2 separate regions of the Mus musculus genome follow, and region 2 is linked to region 1. A link is a contact called in public HiChIP or PLAC-seq data. All regions are on one chromosome and are shown on one strand. Each heading gives the region's core, a stretch centred on a gene start, on an enhancer-like site or on the middle of the called end of the contact. The rest is flanking DNA. Distances are from core to core; before and after follow the strand shown.

Region 1 (7,182 bases), core at 488-2,987:
ATTATCTCAATATAAATAATAGACTTCTCATGTGAATTGAGATAATTTAGTCACAAAACTACCAACAGACATAAAAATGTATTGGGAATAGTAAACTAATTTCCATTCCTAAGTGGAATCAATAAATTATTAGTAAGAAAATATAGTAGTTATACTATTTATATGCATGTTGTCTTGACGTAGCAATCAGTAAGGAAAGTATCTTTCCATAAAATAGCTTAAATTATTGACTTATGAATAAACTAATAGTAATATCCCTAGATTAATATAAATAATCCTCAAATTCAAGTTCATTTTGATGTACAATCAATACTATAGAGCTTTAGATTAATGAATGATTTATTTAAAAATAAAAACATAGGTCCTAGGCATTTCTTTTGGGATTTACTGGCCATTGGCCTACTGGACATAGGCTTCTCAAAAGTAAGCTATAATAAATTAAAATGAGCGCATGTTTATATGTGTCCACTAGGATATTTTCTTTGATAAGTATCTCTTCAAATCATCTGTATAACATGGACTGGATTGTTCTTGAGTTTCTGGTTTTTATGAGTTTTTTTGTCATTGAGTATGAGGCTTTCTATCTCCAGGGTTGTCTCCTTTGGTGATTTCTTTATTGTTTCTATTTCCATTTTTAGATCCTGGATGGTTTTGTTCAGTTCTTTCACCTGTTTAATTGTGTTTTCCTATAATTCTTTAAGGGATTTTTGTGTTTCCTCGTGAAGGGCTTCTACCTGTCTACCTGTGTTCTTCTGTATTTGTGTAAGGGAGCTATTTATGTCCTTCTTAAAGTCCTTTGTCATTGTCATGAGATGTGATTTTTAAATCCAGATCTTGCTTTTGCAGTGTGTTGGGGTATACAGGAGTAGGAGAATTGGGTTCTGATGATGCCAAGTAACCTTGGTTTCTGTTGCTTTTCTTGTGGTTGTCTCTCACCATCTGGCTATCTCTAGTGCTACCTGCCCTTGCTGTCTCTGACTGGAGCCTGTCCTTCCTGTGATCCTGGTTGTGTCAGAACTCCTCAGAGTCCAGCTGTCTCTGTAATCCTGTGATTCTAGGATCCTGTGATTCTAAGATCCTGGGTGTGTCAGGGCTCCTGGGAGTCTAAGCTGCCCCTGAGATCCTGAAATCCTAGTTGACCAAGCGCCTGAGATTCTGTTGTGTCAGAGCTCCTGGGTGCCAATCTTTCTCTGGGTGTTGGAGGAATGGGTCGGTGAGCCAGAGCCCTGGGTTTGCAACAGGCACAGGTAGGTGTAAGTTGTGTAGGGGTTTGTGTTTCCCTGGTTAAGGTGTGCTAATGAGGGCCGGACAGTCAATGACGAGCACCCAGATCTCGGAACCATACCAATCTAAGACAGAGGTACATGTCAAAAGGCTGTGGCTGTTGATAGCACACCACAGAGCCATGTTTTGTGTGAAATATTACAAAAACTAGCTGCATGTAACCTCCAAGATGGAATTGGATGGTTCAGGAAGATCTAAGATTTCCTAAGACAGACGCATCCGCCAGCCACCATAACTCCCAGGCAGGACTATAGAGCATAAATAAATTTTATGCCTCAGCCCAGTTTTTTTTTTTAATATTAATAACAGGGAGGAAATTGTAACCTCCCTCCAGCCTGAAGCAGGCTGAACCAGACCTTGACCTTGCTGCCACTAAGGAGATTACCTAGGGTGGAGCCTTCTTCCCTAGATCACTCTATTGTTTAGCCACCACAGCTGTTCCTCTTCAAGATACTGCTTCCTGCTGGGAGGCCTCTGAGCTATTCTGGAGACTATACCCTAAGTCACTTGCAGCTGGTTCCAGGCTCCAAGGATGAATTGGCGGGAATGGGCCTCCCCCACTTTATAAGCACATTTGCCATTAAACATTTGAACTTTGATCAGTAATCTTGACTTAGCTCCATTTTTCTCTCCACCGCCTAGTTTCCCCTGTCTTTTTAGTCCCAGCTTACCTCCCAGGTGTACCCCGTTTCTTGTGAGCCGCAGGCTGGCCTCCAACACCTGGTTCCTGTGAGGGTCCCAGTCACTCTGGGTATTGGGAAATATGTTGTGGCCTCAACTGTGATCTTGAGTGTGTCAGAGCTCGAGTGATCTTGGGTGTGTCTGATCTCCTGGAAGTGGAGCTTCCTCTGTGATCCTGTGTGTGTCAGAGCACCTAGGAGTCAGGCTCCCTCTGGGTGTTGGAGGAGTGGGTGCAGAGCCCCAGGTCTGATCTGGGTTCAGGTTCAAACTGGAAGAACAAGGCTTTCTTACTGAGACACATTCATCAAAGTCCACTCTGGGAAACCAATACATTGATTGGGCTTACAAACAAAGGACAGGTAAGGGGTTACCTGCAGGCATGAGTCTTCTCCCATGAAAGACCACACAGGAAAATTTTTACATAGCAGGGACCCTGGCTTTCTCATAGTTACATATATGGATACCACCACCCAACATTCCCTGGACTACATACTCTAACCTCTCCCTGAGGCCACATTCAATTAAGGAAGAATTACGTACAACAAGTAGTATGGAATGGCTGGATATTATTGTGAGGGTTCTATGATCCTTCCTGCCTCTCCTCCTATGAGGAAATGTCAGCAGTCAAAAAGTGCTGTTAGGATATTGGGCAAAATTGGACTCTTAAAGAATGCTGTTTGGCCTGGAGGGATGATCATGTGCAAAACCAGGAACAATGGATTTCTGGCAGTAACTTACTTAGATATGCATGAAACAATTTTATCATCATATTGTAGCAAACTAAATTTGTTACATTAATTATTAGTTCCTCTTGAAAGTGGTTAACTATTTCAAAATTCAGTGTATTATGTCACCTTGTTCACTGATACTGATATGTACATGAAAAATAGCTTCTTTTGATGGAGTTTGGGTGTTTGCTACATCTACTCCAGTAGTGGCTCAAGTGAATGGCCTAGAAACCTGGAGGCAGTCCTGAGGCGAAGAAGAGTTTCACAGAAACTTAGCCTCCTGAAACCTTGGCATTCTCATAGCACATATATTCCAAGCCTGTCCCCACGTTAGTCTGGTGTATGGATCTGTGTGCTCTCAGTATTGTTTTATTATAAGTGCCTTTAAGGATTGATTTTGACATATAGCTAAGTTAGATTAAGCCTCCACCAATGTTCCAATGTCCCAGGAAGTCCTTGAGCCGACCCTGAGCTTGGAATGCAGTAAGAATGTTACCTATTCAGTAACATTCAAATTTACCCTAGTAGAGACAGTGAAAATAATCAGGCATTACAAAGAACAGAGCTAGAAAAGCTCAGGGCTAGTCTACATAGTAATTACTTAGAACAATAGCCGAGTCACACCTATACACAATGGCCTAGGAAATAGGTGGGTTGTGGTTTCATGAAAAGGTTAGTAGAACAGAATTCCCCTGGTGCAGGTTTTTCACTAGGCCCACAGGAATAGCATAACCAGGTATTTACTAAAGGACCCCTGGTGGTGGGTTTAACAATAGACTAGCAATGCATCAGAGCATTCACCTGGCTGATCTTAATTAAGGGTTGTTCCTATTCTCAGTTGTAAACATGGCCTGGCTCCTGCTATCTTTTTATGTATGCATTTTCTTTGTTTTGTGTAAAGAACCAGTGTACCTTGGCAGATGTATTCGCCTAGCTTTCTTGTTTTTCTTCTGTATTATAAGACTGATGCTCGCTTTGAGAAAATACATCCAGATACATACTCTTTCTATGTCAGTGTCTGTCACCCATCAGTGCCAACTCCTTGCTTGCCTGTAACCGGAAAACCGGGTTTTCCTGTGGATCGAGGACCTGACTGAGGTCCATCTGCAGCAGGTGTTCCTGTGTATTTTGGGAAATATTTTTCTGTTGATACAGACATTCAGGTACATTGCCTTGTAATTTTTATATCAACTGAAATTATTGATAGTTTTTTAATATGGAAATATTGAGTGTTTTTTGGCCATTATATTTTAAGGATGGAAATTCTTTCACTCATTTCTACAAGGGAGTAGAGTAGTTTCCTGGAAGTGTATCACACTTTGCATTTCACATAGTATCCTATCCCTAGCACTTCTCTACAAGAATCATATAATTATTTCCTTAGTTGGCAAAGTAGCTAGTTGCTAACCAGTGAGTACATTCTTAACTTCTGTGTCATTTAAATATGCCATTAAGCTTGTCTGATGACTAGCTTTCTGCTGTCCTATGCATCATCCTGTGGAATTCACATCCCTGTGATGTGATATGAAATATATTCTATGGAGTATAGCAACTTCTATGAAATATGAAATATGTTACCCTTTTTCTTCTGATGCTAGTTTAAATAGAATTATTTGAGACTGGTTTGTTTTTATTTTTATGGCTACCATAAATTGTGTTAGCCAACAGATTACCCACATTTCAGTGTCACAGAGAAAAATTACAATACAAACTGTGATGTGATCTTGCAGTTTCCATTTAGCTCATTTCTACGTTTAGTTTTTACCATGTGTTTTGTTTCTCTGCTTTTTTACGAGGTAATCTGTAGTTAATGTCCGTTGGTGATTTTCTGGTAGCTTGTTGGTATGTTTTATAAATCCCTTTAATTATCTTAAATGTCTCTTTCAATCAGATGTTAATAAATACATACTTTAATTAGTCAATGTGGTGATTTAAATATGCTTGGCCCAGGGAATGGCACTATTAGGAGGTGTGGCCTTGTTGGAGTAGGTGTGGCTTTGTTGGAGGAAGAATGTCACTGTGGGGATAGGCTTTGAAACCCTCCTCCTACCTGACTAGAGATAGTCATCTCCTGTTTGCCATTGGAAAAAAAGATATAGAACTCTTAGCTTCTCTAGTGCTATGCCTTCCTGGACACTGCCATGCTTCCCACCAAGATGATAATGGACTGAATCTCAGAATCAGTAAGCCAGTTCCAATTGAATGTCCTTTATAAGAGTTGCCTTGGTCATGGTGTCTCTTTACAGCAATGGAAACACTAAGATAGTCAATTAGCAAAATGTTCAATTCACTGTGTATAGACTTTAACTGTTGTCATTTCTGCTTTGAAAAGACACTGAACCAAAACAGTATTATGGAGAATTAGTTACTGGTTGTTCTTTCAACCACTTCTTTCTTTATTCTGAAGAAGGAAATTTCTTTTTATGGAGCCTGTTCCTTTATCAATGTATTGTCTATCTCTGAAAAACATGAAGTACTGCAGGGATGAGGAACCAAATCAAGCTGTTCTGATCACTGCCCTGGAGGGATTGCTTGAGTTGTTCCTTGATGTGACAAGGGCCTAGTACAGGGCAGTCCTCCTATGATGGAACTGAGAACTGCCAGTGATAATATTTCTGCCACATGGAAAGAGCCTGGCCCAGGGAAAGAAAAATATGGCCCAGAGCAGAGACAGCAAAGAAGGAAGAAAAAAAAATGAGAAAGAGACCTGGCATTACACAAGTTCCTGAGGATAACTTTATGCAATACTTTGCCTGCCTGTGTTTTGACTCTGCTCAGTCACATGAAATAAGTTATGAAAATTTCTACTTATAGAATTATGTCACACTGGAAAGTTTCAAGTTTGGAGCATTTTGGTGTTGGAAGTTAGAGACATTCAGACCAAAGAAAGCCACACAGCATCCCTAGTTCTCTCAACCTTTTGCTTGTGGTTCAAAAAGTGAACTTTCACCTTCTGCTCCTGCTTCCATGCCTTCACTCTGTTGTCATGTGTAATGACAATTTTGGAATCTTGATTTCTTTAAAAAAGTATTATGGGCTGGTGAGATGGCTCAGTGGGTAGGAGCACCCGACTGCTCTTCCGAAGGTTCAGAGTTCAAATCCTAGCAACCACATGGTGGCTCACAACCATCCGTAACAAGATCTGACTCCCTCTTCTGGAGTATCTGAAGACAGCTACAGTGTACTTACATATAATAATAAATAAATCTTAAAAAAATAAAAAAGATTTAAAATAAAAAATAAATAAAATAAAAAAGTATTATAAGAATATATTTTCATTTTAAGTCCAGATGTGGGATATAGGACTGCTTCAGATTATCCACAAAAGCTGACTGTGATTTGACCAGTGCTCAGGTGGAGGGTACAATTTTGCCAGCTGCAGATAATTCCTGCAGTTGTATGATATTTGGAATTCTGGGGACTTTTCAAAGGGTATATAAATGTGAGGGCCCTGAGAGGTGGCAGTGGTGAGGTAGGTATTCAAATTTATGAGGCATATGAGGACATCTCATCTCATCACCACAATGTTTGTATCAAATAAACAGAAATCCCCTGAGTGTGTGGAGTGAAAAAAAAAAATAACCATAATTTCAGGCCTAGCAGCTTCAGATCTTCTTGGTATAACTAGACCAAGTTCCTCCATCTCTCCCATTGCTAGCATAGGTATCTTGTAAAATCAGTAGCATCCACTTCACAGTGCTTCTGTAGAAAGTATGTGTAAAGCCCTGAGGCAGGGGTCTGAGAGTCTCTAACTTCCAACGCCAAAATGCTCCACACTTAAAACTTTCCAGTGTGACATGATTCCATGAGTGGAAAATTTCACACCTTCATATGATTAAGCAGAGTCAAAACACAGGCAGGCTAAGAGTATTGCATTAAGTTATCCTCAGGCTGTACTTGATAACACACAATATAGTCCCAGCACTTGGGATACAAAGGCAGGAAAAATGTAAGAAATTAAAGGAACTTGGTTTATGTAGCAATTTCAACCCCCAATCAGGGCTACATAGCAAGATGGTCTCTGAAAAACAAAAAATCAAACAAATAGCCCAGGCCATTTATAGAGGGTATAGATGAAAGTCATCATGTTTAAATTTGGGGTTAATTCTCAAGATATCTTAATGCATATGTGTAAATATTCCAAGATGTGAAAAATAATAATAAATACAAACACTTGTGGGCTTAAATAAGGAGAACCCAACATATCCTAAGTAGGAGCCATTGTTACTATGTGGCTCCCTATAAAAGACCATTACAAAATCAGAAAATTGCTTTTAGCTTTTGTTCAGAATCCATATTTCCCCCCAAAATATACATAACATGAGCTGTATCTGTGTCTTTTGTATAGCCATTGATTATTTCATCACCCTTAAAACAATACCCTTACAATATGTTCTTTGTGATTTGTTCAAGAGGAAGAATAAAAAAGATATTTCTGGATTATTTAATTTTCAGCCTAATGTAATCTCATCTTGTTCCCCTGTGCTTC
Region 2 (6,539 bases), core at 2,426-4,925, 1.2 Mb before region 1:
TAAATCTATGGCTCCTGTCCTCTGATTCTTTGGTGTGTGTTGGGTTGGGTGGGTAGGGGGAGATGGTTGTGGGTCGGTGTCTTAGTCAGGGTTTCTATTCCTGCACAAAACATCATGACCACGAAGCAAGTTGGGAGGAAAGGGTTTATTCAGCTTAAACTTCCACATTGCTGTTCATCATCAAAGGAAGTCAGGACAGGAACTCAAACAGAGTAGGAACTTGGAGGCAGGAGCTGATGCAGAAGCCATGGAGGGATGCTGCTTACTGCCTTATTTCCCCTGGCTTGCTCAGCTTGCTTTCTTATAGAACCCATGGGGTATTAGAGGCCCTGGGAATACATGTGAGAGCATTGTGGATCCCTTGTCCTGCTGACATCGAATGTTCTCAGTATTTTTACCCCATTCAGTACTGTCTTCCTGTCCCCAGTGACCTGCTCATTGCTGTCCAGTGTGACACTGTTGTCAGCAGGAGGACATTCAGGGAGTCACTGCTGCAGAGAGTCAGTCCGGAGGGTCAGGAGTTGGCTCTCTGGGTGCCACGCAAGCTGCCCTGCTGCGTTCAGCTTCTTCCTGCCCCTCCTGCTCCTGCCCTGTGTATGGCTGTCATTAGGAGTTTCTCCCTTAGCTCAGCACACTGGCACTGCTTACATCTGAGAGCATGGTGGGAATCCTTGTCTGTTTTGTAGGCAGAATAAAATCTCAGTGACCACCAGTGATTTTCTTTCTTTCTTTCTTTTATTTAATTTAATTTTTTTTTACTTATTCACTTGACATCCTGTTCACTTCCCCCTCCTGGTTACTCCCTCTCCTACAGTGTTTCCCCTATCCCCCTTCCCCAACAAAACAGTGATTTTCTAATCAGAATTGCCCTCACTGAGACCCCTCAGCCCTCAGGGTGGTCCTCCTGCCTCTCTCCTCCTCCTTCCTCACCTCATGCTCTGCAGAAAGTTGCCTTTTGAGATTCTGGAAGATGTTTCCTACCTTTTTTTTCTTGAACTTTATATATATATATATATATATATATATATATATATATTTTCTCTCATTCCCCCCTCCCATGCGCGCGCTCTCTCTCTCTCTCTTTCTCTCTCTCTCTCTCTCTCTCTCTCTCTCTCTCTCTCTCTCTCTCTCTCTCTCTCTCTCTCATTCACCATACTACCTTTAGCCTATCCTCATTGAAAGCTGTAGTTTTCTCATCTGCTGGGCAATCAGCTGAGTAGCCCCTACTAACTTGTCAACCTTATAATTTGCTAGATGAGCATAATTAGAAGTCTTAACCAGCTGAGTGCACTTGATATTCTTGTGATCTTGTCCATAATGAACTGTTACCATCTGCCACCTCCCAGACTAGAAGTGGACAGGGTCCCCTTAGCCACTGACAGACCATTTTAAAGAGATTAATTTGATCTTAATTATTTAATCAGAATACTTGGGAGTGGAAATAAGATATTCCCCATTATTTTAATCAGAAATACCTTTTGATTATGAAGAGAGGGGAGGGGCTGTAAAGAGAGAGAAATAAAGATACTGGAAGTGTGAGCATCCATAGGGAGGCACAACCCATCACTTTTGCCAGAATCCCAAGGAATGTGACCTTTTGCTTACTCCACTCAGATAAAACAGAAGTATTTAGGGAGACATGAGTGTGCGCTGGAGTCATATTGAACTACCTTTAAAAGACACGCATGCATGCACATCTTTCAATGGATGTAATTTGTAACAAGATTTAAAACAAACTTAAAAGTGAAGTTTACAAGTAAAATAATAGTCAATTTACTTGTTTCTCTTACCTTACAGGATTTCCTTTGGTAAAGGAAATTGCAAAGTGGTTTTAGGATGCACACTGATAGGTTTGGGCATTAGATCGAACATTAGAAACATCCCAGGTTTCCCCTGCATAACCATTGTTCATTTATTGACTTATCCTTATTAAACATCCTCCTTGGAGAGGTCTCTTGTAGAGCCTACATTATCTCTGTAGTCAACTTTGGTTTTATCAGTTTTTAAATTCCTTGAGTCTCAACTATGCAAGCAGGAAAGGCCAATCAGATTCCAGAGTGAATCTTCTTTTATGTCCCATGTCCCCTTAATCTAACCCTGTCCCATGTGACTCAGAAACACCAAAAGAGAGTGAGTAAATTTTTCTTTTTTTTTTTCTGTTGAACTCCAGTGGTCTAATCAGCCAGGATTATGCGGACAATCACTGGAGGATTCCAGAGCTCCAGATTAGAACTAGACGCTTCACTGAGGACCGACTGTGTGATGTGTGTGTGTGTGTGTGTTTTGTAGTTATAAACTCAGCTTCTAACAAATAAGAGTGAGCAGCATCTAGGATAATATATCGTACTGCTAGAATTTCTAATCTTTTCTTACGGAGAGTTGTATAGCAGTGAAATCCTACTTACAATCTTTTTCTTTGTCATTGTTAACATTAACCTTTCATGTATTGATAAAGTATAAAAGACTGCAAATAAATGCAAAAAGGACCCCACATAGTACACGTCAAATATTTGGAATGACCATAGGTTAAATGACTTTTGAAGGTTTATAATTTGAATATGTAGCTTGACATGGGGTTGGCAAGGAGGGGAAAAATGAAGTGGGCATTTAAAAATGGAGTTTAGTATTGCTTTTAAAAAGTACAGCTAAAGTATTTACTGCAAGTCAGTGACAGACTGGGCCCCTGTCTGGGTTCTCAACCCACATGGAAAGGAAATAAATGTTCGTGACATAAACGTTTAGAATCAGTAGTAACGAGAAGTAGAAGCCGGGCCAGTACCAAAACTAAGAAAAAAATATGATAAGGTTAGGAAATCGTCCTTACCAACCTTAAGGTTAACGTTGACCTTAATCATCCTTAAGACCAGGATGACTCCAGTAAATGACAACATCACTATTTTATATAAGAATTATGTTTAAAATAAATATTTTCACAAGCACACACAGGGGAAATGTCTACCTCTCGTAAACACTGAAGAGTAGAGTGTTTTCCTAGAATGAGAGAAGAGGATTCCATGGAGTTTCCTCTTGGAAAGACAGGGGTGAAGTAAGTATTCATGCTGCGTGCCCGTGCTTGAGCAACCTGCATGCACATGAAGGAAGTGCTTCTGCTTCGGAAGTCTGGGCCTGGCTCCTAGCCTCCGTCTGCTTTCCTCCCTCTAGTCTTCGCTCCCACTGTACAGAAGAGCCTGTGACAGATGCAGGACAATCCACGAGCACACACGGAGAGATATAAAGACTGCTGAGTTTTCTCTCCTCTTCTCCGTGCAGCCCAGACTGGCCTCAAACTTAAAGGGCAGAGGTTACAGGCATGTGACACCAACTTTACCCCTCTCGGTCTTCTAAAAATCTGTCGCACATTATAGACTGTACTATTTAAAATAACAGAATAAAAATAGAAAACACACAAGATATCCATAAAGTATGGTAGGACGTAGAATATACTGTCAAATGAACCCAAGAATGTAAATATAATTCTTCCTTCAAATTCTGGGCAGTTGGATCCCCAGGCCTGAACAGGGGAGGGTGGAGAGTTTGGGATGAATATATCCATACAGGTGCACACAGACACTGGGTGGGAAGGCCAGTGACAAGGAAAGAGCTCTTCTGGCATCAGAAGTGCAGGCAAATGGGTTTGGCTTTGTCCTCCTATTTCCCCTCTCAGCTCCTGTTCCTGTTTTCAAATGCAAATTAGAGTGCTCTCTTATCACTGGGCTCCCAGGTCTCCTAGACTGAGTAGCTGTGTTGTACATGGGATTGATACATCAACGCAGTGGAAGGCAAATGTGTCTTTAGCTTCAAGACCAGCGCATCACTGTGTTCCATTAAGCTAGGCATGCTCTACTGACAGATGCTGGGACCACTGGGGCAGTGTGGGCATCTCTCCAGGAATCTCCAGCTTGATGGGCCAAGTCACTATGCTGGAGTGTGGGTCTCTGATAGCAGCTTCTAGAGAGTATCGGTTTGAATCAGCTCTCAGCAGGGTTTCTCAGACAATACCATGCTATAGAAAGACTGGCTAGGATGCGTCTCCACCCGGGGCTTCAGAATTTACCATAGAAGCTTTTCATACTTGAAAAAAACATTCATCCTTTGGTTTTCAAATGAGAAGGTTTTGTTTTTAAAGAATGCATCCTTTAAGAACTTTATTCTTTTCCCTGTAAATCTTTTCTGCCTCTTCGAGTTTACTTTCTTTCCTTTTTCTTCTTCTCTTTCTTCTTTGTCCCCTCAAATTGCCCTAACTTGAACTTTTATGTATTGCTTCATTTTATATGCCTCACAAACGTGGACAACTTTGGGTTTGTTTTGTTTGTTATCCTCTCGTTGGCTTTGAACAGCTTCTAAGGCTTGCTGCAGCGGGACACAGTGGTGTTCTGACTACAGAGTGCTTAGTGGGCACAGGTCCTCTGTGGTAAACAGATGGGGAGTTTAGTGTCGAGCTTTGCTCCTCTATTGGCGAGCTGCTTGAGAGGGGATTATATGATAAACCAACGAAAGGACTGTACAAAGAGAAGAACTTCCACTGGGCGAAAATGTGGCAGCCAATATGGGATGTTTCATCCCAGGATGAGAAAGCTCTGTGTGCCCCTCTGTGGACTGATATTTAGTGGTTGGTTTAGAAACAGTTTGTATTTCATCCAAGGGAAACCACTGTGAGTAAGCTGTCTTGCCTCGAACATGAACAGGCAGTCTGTCTGTCTGTCTGTCTGTCTGTCTGTCTGTCTCTCTGCCTCTGTCTCTCTGTCTGTCTCTCACTGTCTCTCTCTTCCTCCCTCCCTCCTCCCCTCCCTCCCACAGACATTGAAACACAAATGCTTAAAATACATTCTTCGCAAAGCCCAGTAACTTATTAACCAGCACAGGTGTAGCCCTCATAAAAGCTACTCCACTTCTCCTGAGGCTGCTAGGAATGAAATTTTCATCTCACACATAACATTTTACATTTGTGTAAAATATAAAATATAGGTGTTATATTTAGCATTTTACAGATGTCTCGAAGGCATAAGTATTTAGAGGAGCTTGCCTTTTAATGACACTGTTTCCCCCTCTCTGGAGTCTGGCTGCCTTATGTGTTGGTTAAACTTATTGGCCCTTCTCTCTAGACTTCCTGGCTTAGGATCCTAAATTGGCTTTCACTTATTATTAGTGTGTGTGTGTGTTAGTGTGTGTGTGCATGTGTGAGTACGTGTGCATGTGGTGTGGGTAGGTGTGTGCATGTATGGTTTTAGAGATGTGTGTGTGTGTGCACGCTCGTACTGGTGAGGCTCAGTCTGGTATAGTCAGAGTACCCACTATTTTGGTGCTTTCCCGTCTCACCCTGGACTCTCCTACCCAGTAGTCCCTTGAGACTGGGTTCTTCGTAGGCCATTTGGTCACAGTCTGAGTATCAGTGTTTAAAATTTTCTGGAAAATTAAACAAACATACAGTCTGTGTTCTTTAAATTGTCTTTTGAATCACACTTAGATGAGGACAGAGAGGCAGGCTTTTTATAAGGATGGATATTAAGGTTTAAGAACGCTGGCTTCCGTTCATTTTATGATGTCGTTTATACTTAAAGATGGGATATTATTCCAGATAAAGACTTAGGATGAGTCATCTTAAAACATTTGGGGGGCTCCAGCCATGGGAGACTACAGCCCTGTGGCCATTCCGTTTCAAGCATTTGGAGTAGTATTCTGCACATTATGAGACCTTTAGCATTTTATCATGAAGGAAGCTTTGTGTTCAGTGCGCTTGTCTAACTACAGGCTTATATCGGGACTCTATCCATATTCAGTATAGGCTGAGCTGTGGTGTTTGCTAGGTCAGATCTAATAAATGTGCTTTTGATTTCTGAGATTCCCCTCAGCTTAGGATGGGCGTATCCACAACACTACCTTAAGTCCCGAAACATCTGTATACGTGTCTGCCTTAGACAACCCTGCCTTTTGCCATATCTGTGTGGGTTTGGTCTGCCTCTCTGTTTCTGGGGACAGTCAAGAAGGTACACTTAAGCCAGCTAGAATAAAGAGGGGGTCCTCAAGTGTGGGGGTGAGAGTCCCAGACATTCCTATACTTGGGTTGTCCCGCTTTGGGAGTCACTCTCTGTGTCCAAATGTGTCCTTTTGTCTTTGCTTTGTTGGATTCAGTGTTTCTGTGCCTGAGCTTTGTTCCAACCTGACTTTGGTTTCTCTGTGCAACTTTTCTTCATTGCTGGGCTGTCGCTTTTCTTGCTAGCCTTACATTGTGTGTTTCCTTTCCATTGGAAAGGCTTAGTTTATTTCTTAAACTCAGACTCCTGGCTCTGTTACATGTCAAGGATGGTCCTTGTAATCTTGCAGACTTCCTGGTGAAGTGTGGATAAACATTCAGTTTCCATATGTCTAGTCTTCGGAAAATGTCCTTTGTTAAATATGAACAGGCAAGCAAATTTACAGATGATGAAGTCTCTAAGATGTCATATGCCTTGAATTTGTTCTTTAAAGAAACATGGTAAATTAATCTTTTTTTAAATAACTTACAGCTAATCTTTGCTAATTATGCTTCTAATTTCACTTGA

The links. HiChIP or PLAC-seq counts read pairs in DNA pulled down with a chosen protein or histone mark.
Region 2: an H3K27ac HiChIP or PLAC-seq map of embryonic stem cells shows a contact between it and region 1, with 4 times the contacts expected there. The contact joins two enhancer-like sites. A contact is called at or near these places in 4 of 39 promoter capture datasets (the 3T3-L1 cell line, the C10 cell line, hippocampal neurons and 1 more) and 1 of 115 datasets of contacts at active chromatin or transcription factors (embryonic stem cells).

What each region holds. Positions count from the first base shown.
Region 1 is chr10:11,258,571-11,265,752 of GRCm38.p6, reverse strand. No RefSeq gene overlaps it. Among named protein-coding and RNA genes, the nearest start is that of Fbxo30, 19 kb to the left of the region's middle. Within about 2 kb of position 1,737, at least 6 of the 459 cell types and tissues checked have an H3K27ac peak or open chromatin away from gene starts, as enhancers often do. A contact at or near this core is called in embryonic stem cells, where this site is marked.
Region 2 is chr10:12,487,022-12,493,560 of GRCm38.p6, reverse strand. All of the region lies in intron 53 of Utrn (utrophin), which reads left to right. Among named protein-coding and RNA genes, the nearest start is that of Gm25139, 120 kb to the right of the region's middle. Within about 2 kb of position 3,675, at least 24 of the 459 cell types and tissues checked have an H3K27ac peak or open chromatin away from gene starts, as enhancers often do. A contact at or near this core is called in embryonic stem cells, where this site is marked.